Linked DNA regions of Mus musculus: region 1 is linked to region 2. Evidence: chromatin contacts called from public Hi-C data. All regions are on one chromosome and are shown on one strand. Each heading gives the region's core, a stretch centred on a gene start, on an enhancer-like site or on the middle of the called end of the contact. The rest is flanking DNA. Distances are from core to core; before and after follow the strand shown.

The links. A called contact is a pair of places that touch in the nucleus more often than the background predicts.
Region 1: a Hi-C map of the N1E-115 cell line shows a contact between it and region 2, with 3 times the contacts expected there. The contact joins the promoter of Gpr22 here to the enhancer-like site in region 2. A contact is called at or near these places in 2 of 39 promoter capture datasets (macrophages and neural stem cells), 2 of 484 Hi-C or Micro-C datasets (the N1E-115 cell line and embryonic stem cells), 4 of 115 datasets of contacts at active chromatin or transcription factors (craniofacial prominence, embryonic stem cells, heart atrium and 1 more) and 4 of 9 other capture datasets (adipose tissue, liver, macrophages and 1 more).

Annotation. Positions count from the first base shown.
Region 1 is chr12:31,712,538-31,715,262 of GRCm38.p6, forward strand. It overlaps Gpr22 (G protein-coupled receptor 22), which reads right to left and starts at 1,346. Exons shown (of 3, transcript NM_175191.5): 1 at 963-1,346; 2 at 1-24. All of the region lies in intron 6 of Cog5 (component of oligomeric golgi complex 5), which reads left to right.
Region 2 is chr12:31,533,294-31,536,060 of GRCm38.p6, forward strand. Slc26a4 (solute carrier family 26, member 4) reads right to left here. Exons shown (of 21, transcript NM_011867.4): 11 at 2,543-2,620; 12 at 2,318-2,413; 13 at 1,957-2,063. Among named protein-coding and RNA genes, the nearest start is that of Slc26a4, 25 kb to the right of the region's middle. Within about 2 kb of position 1,333, at least 20 of the 459 cell types and tissues checked have an H3K27ac peak or open chromatin away from gene starts, as enhancers often do. A contact at or near this core is called in the N1E-115 cell line, where this site is marked.

The sequences.
Region 1 (2,725 bases), core at 96-2,595, 180 kb after region 2:
TGTATACTGAATTAGGTGTGGGCCCTTGTGAAAAAGGCAAAAAATGATTAAGGACTAGGTATCCTAATAATTTTGAATTAATCACAAGTTACTTTGGTTAGAGAAATTAATCCATGTAGCATTTGTTCTCAAAATAAGCAAACTGTATTGCTGTAGGCATAGCTATAGTCATAAAATGAAGCTTCTTCAAATAAAATCTCCTTTTCAAAATAGAAATAATACTATGTTACCTGATTGAGCCGCAGAATTAGCATTGAAATATAAACATGAGAAAAACTGTAATTCTGAAATATTCCTCTTCTCTCTTAGAAGCGATTTTGAATGTTCAGAGATTATGAACAGTTAGTATTCAGTAAACATACTACCACGTCCCCCTGGGTAATAAATTTAACATTTCCCGCATGCTGGGAAATATTGCAGCTTGTTTAATTATTAGCACATAGCTTGAACTTTAACTCATTAAACCAGATTCTGTGATAAGACACTATAAATTTCTTTTGATGAATTGCTCATGTGGGTGAAATGTAAATGGTAGTAAAAAAAAATCTTAACTGCATATTAAATAATTTTCAGTAAGCATGCCTAATTATAATCTTAACATAAAACAGCCAGAGAGTCAACTAGCTTCTTATAAGAAATATGAATGTTCTTTTAGCACTTGAGAAAGGCTGTATTATTGACATTAAGAATATTTGGTATATCCGAAGAGACTTAAGAGCTGCTGTTTTTGGAGTTCATTGTAGAGAACAGAACAGAATGGTTTTTTTTAACAGTGCACCCTAAAAATTACATTAAAATACATCATGTGTTAAAAGAAACCAATTTAAAAATTACCTATTTACCAATAAGTAGAAGGAAAACAATCAAACTCTTAAAAATTTAGGCTAAAAATTCCAAAGTAATTTTATTCCACTGTGCTGTTTCAAAAGCACCTATATACTATAATAAGGAACACATCTTACCTCTGCTAAAGAGCTGACGAGTTCCTGATGTAGTTGAAGCATTTCCAGTTTTGATTGATTCATTCTGTTGATTTGAAAGTACAAGGGCTGGGGGAAAAGGGTTATAAAAATCTCTTCCAAGCGACCTTAATGGAAATGTATCTACTGTGCCATTGTTTCAGCAGCCCTGCTAATGTATAGAATATGTAGTGCTGCTTCGGCTGCAGCAGCCTCTCACTCTTCCTACTGTGGAGTCAATAAGCATCTGAAAATGCGTAATGAAAGTAATTTAGCATACTGAAGGCTTCTTGTCTCCTGAGACAGCATTCGGATCCAGGCTTTCTGAAAAGGAAGGGCACTGCTCTGGAGAGGGAAGCCTGCTCCGAGCAGCTTTTGCAGAGTGACAGCCTACCTTGTCGCTTCTCCCCACTGCAGAGAGATGCAGTGCATTCACTAATTTTGATTGGCCAGTTGTATTGGCTTAAACTGCTTCATATGTATGGCAGGGGTGTTCCCCCCCCTCCCCAATGGCTTTATATAAGGATGCTGTTTTAAAAGCCTAAGTTTTTTTAACTGGTTGTTTGTTGCTCTTAAATAGAATATGAGTAAATTAGTCTTTTAAAAATGTGTATTTGGTTCTGGCTTATTGATTCCCAATGCCAAACATTAAGAACATAGTTTTTTTCTTTTTTGTTGTGTTTCTGCTTTTGTTTCGTGTATGTGTGTGTCGAGGAGGTTACATCGTAAAAATAATATATTTTAAGTCTGGGTAACTGGACTGTTAGTAGCTGTGTCTGCTTTGGGTTGAGGTTCTTTGTTCTACAGATAGAAAGCCCTGCATCTTCACAGTGAACCAGGTTTGATTTCAACTAGTTTGTTTGTATCCAAGTCATTTCTTTGTATTTTAAATTGTAATTATTTTATGTTACTTACTGACTTCAGTGTTCATTCACTCAGATATTTCTTCATTTCATTCATTAGTTCATGTTACTGATCACATAGACTAAAGGGGATTATATCACAAAACATTTGTAGCTATTCCATTGCTTGCATAATGGTAGAGTATGTGGACATGGTAATCTTAGTCCTCACTTGTGCTGATATTTTTATGTATATGTGTGTACTGATCATTTTCTATTAATATTTTATCTCACTGGGCTATTTCTGTTTGTAACATGGGCACATTTCTTGGTGGATTGATCTTTCTTAAATATTGTATATGGTGATTACTGATGCTGCTGGCAAATATATGTGGTAAAGAAAATGTATGTATTCTCATAGGCTATAAAGCTAAACTATTTAAGATGAGTGTTAAAAGTAACAAAGGAATGATAAAAATAAAACATTAATTTAAAATTAAATTTCTATCAATTGTTAGTAATTTAAAATACATTTCTGTTCTTGTTAGTGAGGTACATATCTTTTTAGGCGGAAAAATATGTAGTAGCCAGATTATTTTTTAGATTACATTTCTGTATATATGTGTGTGCATCTGCCCTGATGCACATATCATGGTCAGAGGACACCTTGTAGGAATTGGTTCTTTCTTTCCATCACTTGGATTCTGGGGCAGGAACTCAGACATTAGACTATTTTCTTAATGTTTGGCATTGGGAATCAATGAGCCAGAACGAAATACACATTTTTAAAAGACTAATTACCCATTGAGCCAAAAAGGAACATGGTACTGATGGCTATGTTATTAGCATATTAATCATGACTTATTTCCAGTTTTAGGAATAGTGTTGAGTTTTCAAAGTGTTGTATCCTAGATTTTTAAAAAT
Region 2 (2,767 bases), core at 83-2,582:
AAAGAAATCACTGCTATGAGAGAGAGCATCGTTCTGGTGTTTTGGACTCTGCCTTTATTGCCGATGACATTTTCTTGTATCTAACTCTGAAATGAACAGCTGGTGTTTGCGTGGGACTGAAGAAAGAACTAACTGTGAGTCTCTTCTGATGGCTGGGAGACATAATGAGCAGTTTGGAGTTCATAACAATTTATAGCAGAGGCGTCAAGCTTTCTCACATGGCAAAGCTGGAAGCCCGGCCGTAACTCTGAATAGCCAGCACTATTATCCCTGTTTTATTAGTTCATAAAATAATGTCCAGAGGAGCTAGAGGAGCCACTGGGTGAAGGACGCATAGCATGTCTTTCACACGTGGGGCTTTGGTTCTTCCACTCCTTGTGATTTATGGCAACCTGCTAATGGATACGGTGTCTGCAAATGATCAGATTAGTCTCTGCTTTTAAAAGCAGCAGCCTTCCTGAAGCAACCCTTGCCTGTTGACCAGATCACCCGTTTCCTGTTCCTGGTGCCATCAGATAAAGTCCTTGTCTCTCCAACTGTGACTAGTGGCATATGCTGAATGCAGCCCCTGGAGAAGGATTAATTGTTTGGGGGTCCTTTCAGCATTGTGCTTTCTAGATCAATGTTATAATTACTGGAAATTAAATACTATAAACGGTACTGCTTTTTGTTGGCTAGGCGCCCGGTTACCAAACCAGCAACTAAATTGTACCACCAAGCTTTCCCTTGGCACAACACTGAGCTCATTTTTAAGTTAAATCATAAGTTAGTCTTTCTCAAAGAGAAAGAAAAGAAAAGCCACCTTCCTTCTCAAACAATCTCCTAAAAGGCACACTCAACACAAGAGGCAATGTCCCCTACAGACAGTTTCTTCATTGTTTCCTTGTAGCAAACTGGGCCCTCTGGAAGTTAATGAACCCTTTCAGGACCCTGTGCTAAGGGAGCCAGTCACAGCCTTTCAAGTAGAAACCAGCATGCTAACAGAGGGCGGGTGGGCCGAGAGCTGGTTGGTGGCAAGGGAGAGGTGAGCCCATGCTAAGCTGAAGATATCTATGTTGATGTTTCCCAGGTTTCTTCTTCCATCACTGCCCAGGCAGAGAAGAGGGCAAGCATCTGAAAAGGCAAGGAAAAAACTAAAAGGGGCAGAGGCTGTGCTCCGCAAGCCCAGGAGGACACACAGCTAAAACCAAAGTCAAAACAAAACCTGTCACCAACCAGATAATCCGCCTTCAGCCTGCCTCGCCTGCCTTCATAGTCTATTTCCACCATGACTCATAGCTCTGCTGCATCCACGGAGCATACGAACTAATCTTGTTTACTTCACATAATTGGGCATTATGTGCCTTGTCTGTCGGATTGGAATGAATCCTGACTGTAATAACCATTGTAAAGGTCGCAGTCATGTAATGAGTTACTAGCTCTAAAGAGTAAAATACGTAGGAATACATTGGAGGAGCCAACTTGTTCTGTGCCCGGTTCCCAGTTTTATGACTGCTGCCCAGTGCCTCTAATTTCATCTGATTTAACCAGGATTGAAACAAAGCAAGTTCAGACTTTGGCTGATCCGTGTGTCTAGCTTTCATGTTAAGACAATCAACCAATGGAGAGCAGAGCGGAGCCTGTGAGGGAAGGGATAGATAGGGAGTGAGCTGTGTTGGGATTTAAGACTTAGTTCTGCCAATTAGTAATTAACAGCATTAAGAAAGATCTCTAAGCTTTCTGAACTTAAACTTTCTCACCTGCAGAGTCAGACTAATTGGACCTACTCAACAGTGTAAGGCAGTGTGTAACTCATACACTCAGTCAGTACATGATATTATAAAAAGAAGTTGTGTCGGATTTAATGAAAACAGGCTAGGAAACGTCAGGCTGTGCCTCCTCTACTATGCCTGAGTTCGTATCTGGTTTTTTTTTTTTTTTCAGGGGAGGGAGGTTGTTTTGTTTTTTAGTACTTACAACTGAACTCTCAGGACCACAGTCAGTAGTGCAAATAAAAGGCCAGCTAGCAAGCCGAGGTCCAGCCCCAGAATGATGGACATTATGCATGTAAACACCCAGATAACCTAGAGGGGGGAAAAATGAACAAGATCCACATTAGTTCATCAGAAAACAATCAAGTGATTGAGAATGAATCTTCCCAGAGATCTAGGACCTTCTCATAGAAACATAGACGCAGGCGTGGCCTGCTCCAAACTACTCTAAGTGTGCTCTGGAGTTACAAACATTCAGGCTAGATTTAGGGAATGGACATCGTGAGTGACAGGCACATCAAGACACGGTGCTTCATTTAAAGGGAGTTGTGTGGTAGGTGACTTACAGCATCAGTCTTATTCTGCTTCCACAGACGAGGAACGTCACACACCTGCATAAACATCCCTTTCAGGTTGGCAATGACAACGGCCGCCAAGACTGACTGTAGAGAGACAGGGAAGGCTGTGTTATCCAAGGCTATGGTTTCTGCGTGTTGATTTCCGATATCCTGCTATTACTCTTATAAAAGTCTGGTGAAGAGAAATTGGTGTACAGAAAAGCAGGGTTTTACCTTCTGCAAGGGTTCCAGAAGCCTCCCCAAGGCAACGATGGCAACCATCACAATCACAGCTGAGATGAGGCCAGCCACCTGAAAGACACTTCCATGAGGTGGGCACACCCTGCTCACCACAGGAGTGCACTCAGCCCTTCCTCATCTCTCCCTTTCCGCTCAGTATTTAGAAAAATGAGCATTATTTACTGAGCCCATGCAACATGGTAAAAAATACAGAGCAAT